Regions from separate parts of the Hordeum vulgare genome. Here region 1 is linked to region 2. Evidence: chromatin contacts called from public Hi-C data. All regions are on one chromosome and are shown on one strand. Each heading gives the region's core, a stretch centred on a gene start, on an enhancer-like site or on the middle of the called end of the contact. The rest is flanking DNA. Distances are from core to core; before and after follow the strand shown.

Evidence for each region. A called contact is a pair of places that touch in the nucleus more often than the background predicts.
Region 1: a Hi-C map of seedling shows a contact between it and region 2, with 2.8 times the contacts expected there. The contact joins the promoter of LOC123406390 here to the promoter of LOC123401976 in region 2. A contact is called at or near these places in 3 of 6 Hi-C or Micro-C datasets (leaf and seedling).

Annotation. Positions count from the first base shown.
Region 1 is chr6H:491,152,381-491,158,398 of MorexV3_pseudomolecules_assembly, reverse strand. LOC123406390 (NAC transcription factor ONAC010-like) reads right to left here and starts at 2,139. Exons shown (of 1, transcript XM_045099894.1): 1 at 455-2,139. The coding sequence starts at 2,098. The coding sequence ends at 686. It overlaps LOC123406391, which reads left to right. Exons shown (of 8, transcript XM_045099895.1): 8 at 1-405. The coding sequence ends at 153.
Region 2 is chr6H:491,548,556-491,554,389 of MorexV3_pseudomolecules_assembly, reverse strand. LOC123401976 (3-ketoacyl-CoA synthase 5-like) reads left to right here and starts at 1,426. Exons shown (of 1, transcript XM_045095841.1): 1 at 1,426-3,152. The coding sequence starts at 1,543. The coding sequence ends at 2,997.

The DNA of each region.
Region 1 (6,018 bases), core at 890-3,389, 400 kb after region 2:
CTGTTCACCCTGATGAAGAGCACTGAACCGTTCCTGGACGAGTACTACATGCTGGATCTGGAGGATGCGCTGAGCCAAGCAGGCTTCGTCAATGTGTGCTCCGTGCTGACAGACCCCAGGCATAGAACGGTCACTGCCACGGTGCCCTACTGAGTACTGACTGGATTGTTGATCAGACCTTCGAATTAGGGCTACATCATCACCATGGTTCACCAAAGCAGAATTCTCTCTTCAGTGATTTGGCTAGTGTAAACAGTCATAAAAGCTTATAGCAACTTGGGATGTCTGAGCCATATATACATTCAGGGAGAAAAGAGAGTGGTTGTTCTACACCCAGACATACAACAAGCACGATAAACAGTAAGCACATAGCAAAAGAAATATGAATCTTTGTGGCTTCGATTATGACCAAAATTTGTAGGCTATTGCGAATTTGTGTGGCCAAATGACATCCGAGCAGGTCCGATCAGTAGAAAAACATCTGAGTGTGTAATAAGTAAGAAAAGAACTTTCAACCAGAGGCGACAACTTTACGTATGTAATAAAATTGTTAAGGATCGAGTTCAAAAAATCCGGGTGCGTAATTGTAGACCATCCATCGGTACAAGCACATGACATGGTATGGTAGTATGATACGCTATCCCATATCCTACGAGTAGTTCCTAGATGTATTGCTTCGACTAGTTCACTCTCGATCGGTGGCCGCATCGCCGGCGTCGCTCTGCTCACAGTTGAAGTCGCCGGCGTTGTCGCCGAGAGGCCTGTAGTCATAGGTCTCGTCCCGGTTCTGCTCACAGTTGAAGTCGCCGGCGTTGTCGCCGAGAGGCGTGTAGTCATAGGTCTCGTCCCGGTTCTGCTCACAGTTGAAGTCGCCGGCGTTGTCGCCGAGAGGCCTGTAGTCATGGGTCTCGTCCCGGTTCTGCTCACAGTTGAAGTCGCCGGCGTTGTCGCCGAGAGGCATGTAGTCATAGGTCTCGTCCCGGTTCTGCTCCCCGTCATTGCCGGGAGAAATAGTTGAGTGGGCGCTCTCGGTTGTCATGACACCGCCGTCATCGTTGTAGTAGCCACACAGAGCGCCACCGGCTTGTTGCTCGCCGCCGTAGCACACCAGGGCAGCGTCATCTCCAGCGTAGTACTGGGTGTGGCTGTGGATCTGGCCCAGCTGATTAGGCCATGGGGCAACCTCTTGGCTAGCAACCGGGAAGAACGGTGAAGGGCCATAGTAGGCGCCGTTCGTCTCCACCATGCCGCAGCCGTAGAAAGCACCGGCTTGAGCGGCGGTGAATCCCTGGCCGTCACTGTTCATCGCCGCGGCAAGCTGGTCGGTGAACGAGAGGCCGTTGTCCATGTACTCGCCCTCCGGGAGGATACAGTTGAGAGGCTCATAGCAGTAGTCACCGCCGTTGCCGCCAGACAGAGCACCAGCTTGCGTGTCACCAAGTCCCTCGCCGTTGCTCTCCATCGCGGCGGCGTCGTGGTCGTTGTAGCTCGTTCCCAGCAGCTCAGGGTCCGGGAGCACAACCTGTTGGTCGGCGGCGGCGGCGTGGTCGTAGTAGCTCGTGCCCGGCAGCTCAGGGTCCGGGAGCACAATCTGTTGGTCGGCGGCGGCGGCGGCCTTTCCCTTGGCGTTGCTGCTGATCTTGACGCGGCTGAGCACCTTGCCGGGGAGCGGCGGCGACGTGATCTCGTACTCGTGCATGACGTACCCCATGCTGACCTTGCGCTTGAAGGTGAGATCGTAGCGCTTGTAGGCGATGTCCAGCTCGGCGCCGCCGGGGCCGAGCAGGGTGGCGATGCCCTCGTTCACCTTCTGCCCCTGCCACACGCCGCCGCCCTTGACGGTGCGCTTCCTGCGGCGGCCGGCCGTGGGGGGGCCGTAGAAGAGGGCGTGGTCGATCCCGCCGTCGCCGCCGTGCCGCCGGAGGAGCTCCCACGGCGGGGCGCTCCCGGGGTCGTCCTCGATGATGGCGTGCGCGTGCGGGTTGGGGAGGCCGAGCGCGCGCGGGAGGAGGTAGTAGGCGACGATGTCGTCGTCGGTGGGGTCGAACTTGAACGCCGGCGGCAGGTTGGGGCCGAAGCCGAACTTGGATGCTTCCATGTTGGGCTGATCTGCTCCGCTCCGCTCCGCTCCGCGTTCGCTGGCTCCGTTTCTTGTTTCGATCGGTGGAAGTGGAGGGTTCCGTCGCTAATATAGACGAGGTGGCTTGGTGATCTAGCTAACCTCGCTCGAGTCGGACTGAGATCTTTCCATGATTGCCACTCACGGACTCGGATTGGAAACCGCGGGAACGACTAATTAACAAGCCCTTGATTAATTAACGAAAAAGCTCACGCGTGAGATATCAGCGGAAATCTTTTTAATTTCGGTTTAAAAATATTTTATCTCCTAATTAAAAATTCAGTTAAAAATCTGTTTTCACCATTAAATCCGTCTCGACGAGATCTTCAAAACTATATTCCATGTTGATACGTTTCGAGAAAAAAAAATGGCCAAAAGTTGTCTTGTTTACACATTATAGTTTGCCATAGTGTTTACACTAAAGTTGTCATGACCTGCTTGCGATGAAACAGCGTGGCGGCAATTGTACCATGGTCGAAGATGATGACCTGCTTGCGACTGGTTGCAGATCCTTCTGCTACACGAGTCTTCTCTCAAGATTCAGGGATGGTGACATTGGGCTCCGGAGATCCTCTTGTTATGGTTGTCTTAGGTACTCTAGGTGTTTAAGGTCCTTCGTGTTTGCGTTTCAGTGTGCTTGTAAGGGTCAACTTCATTGTACTGATTCGTGATATGAATGAAAAAAACTCTCTCAAAAAAAAGTTGTCATGACATGTTCTATTTACTTTTTTCTTTTATAATATGTCAAAATTTACTTTTAAAGATAGAAGAAAAAGTAGCTGAAAAATATCATGACAACTTCAGTGTAAACACCATGGCAATTCATGTGTAATAGACATGACAAATTTTAACAAAAAAATATTATCGAAACATATTGATATAAGATCTAATTTCGAAGATCTCGTCGCGATGGATTTAATGATGAAAACGGATCTTCAATCAAATTTTTATTTAAAAGATAAAACATTTAAAAACTAAAAATCCAAAAAGATTCTCACATTCATGCGCGACGTGACTGTAATCTGTGTGTTATAGGCGTGTGGACGGATATTGCATCCACCACACGTATGGACGTTATCAACGTCCTTAATCTCTATCTCTAATAATAAAGCAAATACTGCTTCTGGTTGTACGTCGTTGTGTTTTTACAAAAAAAAACTTTGTTTCTGATAAATTAACCCGCGGTCCTTTTCTTAGTGAATATCTGAGAAAAACGTTTCGTTTGTGAAACAGAACTCTGCGTTCAACCCGCGATCTACAGAACAACGGTGGGGGGTGGAGCTCGCAGCGCACGGACCTGTACGCGGCGGGTGACGAGGACGGGGTCACCGGTCACGACGAGGAAGACTGGAGCTCGGTCAGATCCAAGGCATCTGGAGCTCATGTCAGAAAGGAGACATGGAGAGGGATAAAGGGGGAAAGGAGGGGCGGTGCGACGACAGGAGCTCATTATAGGTAAAATATGCTATCAATCGCTTGATTCGAAAGGCATAATTTTGTTATGCCGTTGCAACGCACTGGCTCTTTTGCTAGTTAATACAGTAAATTGATTAACAGGCTCCTCTATAACTTTTTTTCTTTTGAAGTTTGTAAGGTGTTTGTTGTTCAATTGAAGAGAGATGCGGTCGAATAAGAGGGTGTTTGTTTCCAGGGACTTATTGGTTTTGGGACTTAAAAAAGTCCCTATAAGTTCCACCTAAACCAAACACAAGGGACTTATTGGGACTTATTATGGTGATTTGGGACTTATCAAATAAGACTCTGTGGGAGGAGCTTATTGGGACTTATTGCTCGTTAGCCCGTGAAAAAAGTCCCGCATCGATCCACCCAGTGGCCGCCGCCGCACCGCCCTACCCCGCGTCGCTCGCAGGCCCCAATCGCCGCCGCCGCCCCGCCCCGTCGCCGCTCGGTCGCCGCCCCGCCCCGTCGCCGCCCCGTCTTCACGTTTTGTGCCTCGGTTCGTCCCCCCCCCCCCCCCGCCGCCCCGTTTCTGCGTTGGTTCTTCCCCCCGTCGCCCCGTTTCTGCATCGCGGGAGCTTTCTGGTCCGCATGGTTCATGTACTGGTACTCCAGCAGTCCGCATGGTTCGTGCATGTTGCTGGTTCCCTCGGTAGTGGTGGCTTCAGAATTCAGCAGTAGTATTGTTGGGTGTGTGCTGCGTGCCAAGTTTGCTGCGTTTCCTGGATAATAACTGAAAAAGATGGAACTGATGACATTTTGGCTGTTGAACTGAAAAATGTCCAGTTTCTTGTTGACATTTTAGCTGATGATGATCCATGTTGACTGCAGGTTACCGCGCCATGGCTGATGACGATCTCCGCGTCCCAGGTCACCGTACCATGGCTGATGAGGAGGAGGAGCAGATGCCTTTATTCTCCCAGTTCTCATCCGTCGGTGGAAATCTCAGGAGGGGAATGGGTTTCAGGCGTTTCTTGGATCTCAACAGCAACGTCGACGACTTCCCGGAGTTGGGCTCGTACCAGCAACTCCTCTTCGACCAGTCGGCCGATCATGGCCTTCCTCCGATCGGACCTGGTCGTGGTAGGCCCGTGCCCTAGGGCGGAGGAGGCCGCAGCCGGTGCAATAGATTGTACACACATACAAGTTGTGGTACTAGTTGCCACTGCTGCCCAGCATAGGAATAGACATAAGGAGAAGAGTCAGAATGTGATGTGTGTGTGTGACTTTGATATGAGATTCACATTTGTCCTAGCTGGTTGGCCAGGATCAGTGCATGACATGAGGGTCTTCAATGATGCCCGATCCAGATTTGCTGACAAGTTTCCAAAACCTCCACCTAATAAGTTCTATCTTGTGGACTCAGGGTACCCAAATAGATCGGGTTATCTTTCACCATACAAGGGTTTAACCTATCATTTCCAGGAGTACCGTGATGGCACAATGCCTAGAGGAAAAAAGGAACACTTCAATTTCACACATTCTTCACTTAGAAATGTCATCGAGAGGTGTTTTGGAGTCCTGAAGAACAAGTGGAGGATTCTGTTTCACTTGCCTAGTTATCCACAATAGAAACAAAGCAAAATAATTGTGGCTTGCATTGCACTGCACAATTTTATCAGACAAAGTCAACTCGCCGATATAGATTTCGACTTGTGTGATCAAGATGAAAATTATGTACCATTGTCCATGCCAACGACTACAACAAATGATTCAACAAATGAGATGGACAGTGCTGCTATGAATCAATTCAGAGCTTGGGTCGCTAATGGGTTGTGGTCCTTGAAACAACAATGATATGAAGTGTTCTTCGCTTATGTAATTTCTGTTATCTCGGTTCTTATGTACTCTCTCTTATTTTGGTTCTTATGAACAAGTGTTAATTCGTTTGTATGAACAAGTGTTATGAACAATTGTTATTTCATTTGTCACTATTTTGCAATTCATAATTCGTTTGTATGAACAAGTGTTATGAACAATTGTTATTTCATTTGTCACTATTTTGCAATTCATTTGTATGAACAAGGGTTATGTGAACAAGTGTATTTTATTAGGTGCAACATGAATTTATAAGTCCCTATAAACAAACAGGTAGGGACTCGGGACTTGTAAGTCCCTGTAAACAAACAGGTAGGGACTTATGACTTATAAGTTGGGACTTAAAAAAGTCCTAGAACTTATGAAACAAACAAGACCTAAGAGGCATTCGAGCCCAAACTTGTTAGGTGCAAGTACTACTTTACAAGAAAAATGTCTGAACAAATATTTCGATGTTCCGCATAGAACTTGAGCTATCGCATCAACTATATGACCCTAAATATGTATTCATCTCTACAAGATTACATGAGTAACTAGTACGTGCTGGGAATATCCATTTCTAAGCCCAAGCTCATCTACACCCGTTTATGAGAAAAATCAGAAACAATACCAAAAAAGAAAAA
Region 2 (5,834 bases), core at 177-2,676:
TGATGATTTGTTCCAAGTAGTGGTGCAAAAGGCATTTCAAACTTGTTTGTCTGAAATGTTGTGTCAAAGGACAAAACATCACCAAAGCAAGCGTAGTCCATGATAGCTTGACCATCTGCCCAAAAAAAATTAGCTATCCGGCAATCCTCTTCGTATAATTGTATAGCATAAAAAAAAGAAGGATCATTTAAGTGCTTGTTTTTCAAGAATTCCAGCAATGTTTGCGCATCATTAACTTCCAGATACTTCCTACGCTCACGACCAATATGGTTATTGGAATCCATCCGCAAGAAAGGTACATTATGGGGTCCTTTATACCACTGCTTGAAAAAATTGTACACTTCAGCTGGCTTTATTCCGGCTTCACGCATCTCACCAATCACAAGTTTACCGGACGCTGCAATACGACGTTGCGACCTCAACATGTGCCTCTTATCTGGACTTGCGAAATCATGGTTGTGCTCAAGAAGAACCTTTTGCACATTCCAAACGCCATCAGGAGAAATACTCAGCTGAACACGGGCATTGCAATCACACCTTGTGGTTGCATTTTCATTCTTGGTGTGATGTGATGAATGAGTTTCTCGCTCACCTTGTTTGCTGCAAACCAAATGTTTCTGATAAACGGTTCCATCTCGTCTCAACTTCGTGTGGCTCCTTCGAATGCTGAACCCAACTTTACAAGCATAATTATTGTAAAAATCGTATGCCTCCTCCTCAAACTTAAATGCCATTCCAACTCTAGGAACAGGTATGGTTTTAACATTGACACAGCCACTTCCATGAAGATCGTCGTCGCCAGCGCTGCTTCCATGAAGGTCTGCTGCCGCTGCTTCCATGTGGACGCCGCCACTTCCATGAAGATCGTCGTCGCCAGCGCATGGACGGGTAGCCATGGGGACAGGTCTGCTGCCGCTGCTTCCATGAAGGCCTGCTGCCGCTGCTTCCATGTGGACGCCGCCACTGCTTCCGTGAGGGACGACGAGCACGTCGTCATCACCGGCGAAAGGAGAGGTCTCCATGGGAGACATGGCGGCAGTGCCCAGGTTTGGCGCCGGGGAAATGTTGCTACGACGGCGCCTCCACGTCGGGCGCGGCGGAGACTGCAGGTGAGAAGATTGCTACCTTCTGGTTACGTTTGTTGGACGGAAGGTATTGATTAGATTGATATTGTGTCGTATCCATACTATAAATACGTATCAACTGATTAGGGTATTTTAAGCAGCTTTAAGATGTGTGCAAACAATGACGTGTCAAAATCTGAAGAGGGGCTTGAGACCCGGCACTATGAGGCCCCGTCCCATAGAATTTTCTTCCCCTCTAACCACTTCTATAGTGTGATCTCTTCTCGGAGCGACAGGCTCGGGCTCCACCTGCGGGGTCCCGGTACCCGGAGTTTCGCTTCTTTAAATTCTCCCTCCCGGCTTTCTCCTCGCCTCCCACCGCGAGCCAAGCGACACACACACCCACGAGGCCACAGAGCTACAGCTGCTCCCAACACAGACGCGAGCGCACGCAAACGATACAGAGCGCACCGTTAGCATGAGCTCGTCGGCGCAGCTCAAGCGGCTGTACCAGCTGGCGGTGAGCAACATCGTGGCCATCGTGGCAGTGCCCTTCGCCGCCTCGGCCCTGCTCAAGGCGGCGGAGCTAGGGCCCGATGAGCTGCTCGCCCGGCTGCGCGCGCTCCGGCCCGTGCACATGTTCCTCGCCGCGTTCGTCCCGTCCGCGGCGGCCGCCGTCTACCTCAAGCTCCGGCCGCGCGCGGTGTACATGGTGGACTACGCGTGCTTCCGCACCAGCCCCAGCTGCCGCGTCCCGTTCGCCGCGTTCGAGGAGCACGCCCGCGTGTGGCCGGGCTTCGACGAGCGCAGCGTGCGCTTCATGTCGCGCTTGCTCGAGCGCTCGGGGCTCGGGGAGGAGACCTGCCTCCCCTACGCGCAGCACTACATCCCGCCGTCCTGCGACCTCGAGTCCTCCCGCGCCGAGGCCGAGCTCATCGTCTTCTCCGCCATCGACGACCTGCTCGCCAAGACCAAGGTCGCCCCGGTGGACATCGACATCCTCGTCGTCAACTGCAGCCTCTTCGCGCCAACGCCGTCTTTCGCCGACATGATCGTCAACCGGTACAACCTGCGCAAGGACGTGCGCAACGTGCACCTCGCCGGGATGGGGTGCAGCGCCGGTCTCATCTCCGTGGGGCTCGCCCGGAACCTGCTGCAGGTCGCTCCCAGGGGCTCGAACGCGCTGGTGGTGTCGACGGAGACCATCACGCCCAACTACTACATGGGCAAGGAGCGCGCCATGCTCCTGCCCAACTGCCTCTTCCGCATGGGCGGCGCCGCCGTGCTCCTCTCCACCAACGGCGCCAACGCGCGGTTCCGGCTGGCGCGGGTGGTGCGGACGCTGACCGGGTCCCAGGACGGCGCGTACCGCTGCGTGTACCAGGAGGAGGACGAGCGCGGCAACGTGGGGATAAACCTGTCCAAGGACCTGATGAGCGTCGCCGGCGAGGCGCTGAAGGCGAACATCACGGCCATGGGGCCCCTGGTGCTGCCGGCGTCGGAGCAGCTGCTGTTCGCGCTGTCCTTCATCGCGCGCAGGGTGGTGAACCGCGGGATCAAGCCGTACATCCCGGACTTCCGCACGGCGTTCGAGCACTTCTGCATCCACGCGGGCGGGCGGGCGGTGATCGACGAGCTGCAGCGCAGCCTGACGCTGTCGGACGAGCAGGTGGAGGCGTCGCGGATGACGCTGCACCGGTTCGGCAACACGTCGAGCAGCTCGCTGTGGTACGAGCTGGCGTACGTGGAGGCCAAGGGGCGCATGCGCAAGGGCGACCGCGTGTGGATGATCGGCTTCGGCTCCGGGTTCAAGTGCAACAGCGCCGCCTGGGAGTGCATCCGCCCGCCCGCGGCGCCCGGCGGCGCCGACGGGCCCTGGGCCGCCTGCGTCCACCGCTACCCCGTCGACATCCCCGACGTGCTCAAGCACTAGCCACTAGCTCGTCGATCTCGTGCACATTCGTACACACACGTTCGCTCCTACACAGGAAAGTCTACACAGTAGCCACTACTAGGCAGTAGCACACTAGTAATACTACCAACGATCGATCCGTGCTCTGTACGTAGTAACTATTCATTGCTGCATGCCTGCATGCATCCAGTGAGCGACTCCATCTCTTTTCTCTCTCTCTCTCTCTCTCTCTCTGCACGTTGCTTCGCATTGATGTATGCTTCTCCCTTTTACTTCTCCTCCCCTACCGCCCTACGTGATCCTTCGCACCAAACGTTTTAACTGATGAGAAGACGTGAGGTCCCGACGGGCGACGGTAGGGTTGGTGCATGCATGCGCCGGCGGCCGGAAGCTGGTAGGGTTTGCATTGTTGGCTGCACTGAGCTCATCGCCGGTTCGCCGCCGTGGTCTACTGGCTCCATCGACCGGGATCGTGCTTCTGCGCCGCGGCACGTGCGAGCTGGTTTGGTTGCTTTGATCACGTGCCCTGTCTGTTAACACTCGTTAGTCGTTACGTAGCGCACGCTCAATTGGCGTGATGATGAGTGTCGTGCACACAAGCCCCTCGTTTTTCCTTTTGGCCGTTCGATGATGTCCTACGAGTTAATGAAAAGCAGAGAGCTGGGTCGACTCAGTCAGTGCCCTACCGACCTACCACCCTGCTCCATCAATTCATCTCTGCGCGCCGCGGTGACGGACGGGCAGTCACTCACTCACTCACCGGATGGTTCAGACTGCTGGCTGTCTGAACCCGCCGCTTCGGCGCTTTCTGTGCAGTCAGGGCCTGACATGCCACCCCGGTTCAATTTAATTTAATTCAGTCCCTGCACGCGCAGTCCTGTCCCGCCGCTGGCGTAAATTTATGGCCTGACACGGCCGCCCTCCCGCTCATCCAGTCCTCTGCTCATCCAGTCCTCTCCATGCATGCATGCATGCATGCGCGAGACGCGCCAACAGCGCCAACGGCCGGAGGCGTACGTACGTGTCGCTGCGACTGCGAGTCCAATCAATGCCGGCTAGCCGATGCGCCGTGCGTATCGGCAAGCCCTGCCCAACGGCCTCGTGCCGCCGGAAGCGCGCGCATGCCATCGGCGTCGGCAAAGGGTGGCATGTCGCCGTCCCCGCCGCGTGCCCGGTCCAGCTCGGCCTTCTGCCGCGCCGCCGCGCCGCCCCGTCCGCGTCCAGGGCCCCTCCGCGCGCCGGAGCGGCATGAATGTGCAGTTGCATTGGCCCAACCGCGGCCACCACAGTCACTCACCGGACCCGCGGCAGTGCGGCTAGCCAGCCGAGGAGTAAATGGCCGAAATCTACTGCTCGGTTGGACGAGCACGGGGAAACATTGGCATTGGGCACCAACCGCCGGTTGGTTGCTATCCTCTGCCTGTTCGCAGGGAGAAGAGAGAGGGGAGCCACATCCGGCGATCTCCTACCCGAAAGGAGATGCTTCAGTACGAGACAGCGTTGCGATCTGGCTGCCGAGGAAAAGAGCAGACACGCCAAACATCGGAAACCATGGCCTCCTTCCGGCTATCAGGAGTTCCGTTTGTACACTGACCTGAACATATGCATGCCTGATAATCTCTGCCAGCACATGCAGATGAGCCAACCGCTTCCTTGACTGCATATGCGCTCGTTCTCTTTTTGTCTCTTGCCAAATATGCAGATGTAGCAATGGCGATAGATGCATTGCTGCATGGATATATATATGTGCTATGTGGGGGTGGGGATACATCATAAATCTACAGAACAGATCAGCAAATTTGGCTCCTTAAGAAAGGCTGGCGGATGTTGATCTGAACATACGCATAGCATATCACCAATACCGCTGTGGTGCAAACATTGCCGACCATGAGGAGGCGTCCACGTGGTCACAAAAACTCTCTCTCAAAAAAAGGTTGGTGATTCATATTCCACTCGGTACACATTGCTCTGATTACAGGTTGAACTGACAGCTAAATTGCAGGTTTAATTGACGTGCATCTAGAATCCGAAATGCATGCGCGTAGTTAAGTGGCGCGCATGCACTGCCTTTGACATGCTGGCACTGGCAAGCTATTCCCTCTGCCGAACACTGACCCGTGCTGCGAGGAAAGTTTTTTTTTTTAGACAATGTTGCTAGCTGAAGTGATACGTGGGCTGGGCCACACTACACTACTTCTGGGCTCTGCTCGCCTGGATCTTGCTCGTGGACCGACTGCTGTGGTTTACAACTTTGCCATGGCGGTGTAACGCCCTCGGATTCTCAAAAAAAAAAAAAAACTTCGGATTATTTTTCTAGCTTTCCAGAACGAACTGCATGTGTACGAATTGCCATGTTGGACCACCGGGACATTATGACACCAACAGAACTTACATGTACGAATGAACTTTTTCTCCCTATCTCAAAAAAAAAAATTAACTTTTCCTCACCACAGCTATAACTTCATGGAAAATAATCTATGGGGTTTTAACACAACACCCTCTTTGGAACAGAACGATTTTTAACAACAACAAAAATAGAGGATTCTAAACTGAATTACAACCAGCCACTTATATTTTGGGCAGTGCTCTGCGCCGGCGCGCCGGCAGAAATTTTCAGCCGGCCGCGCGCGGACCGCACGATCCACCAACCTCGCGTGTCCGCAGCGTTCGATCTCCCATTTTTTCCCTCGATGCATCAAAAATTCGACGCGATGCAGCACTTTTTTAGACGGTTGCAACAAAAACAAAATTTGTAGCAAAAATAATATCTATGTGATCATAGCAAAAAAACAAAGCTGATGGTACGTGGTAGCAAAAGTCAAACGCCGATTGTAACAAATATCTACGTGAACGTGTAT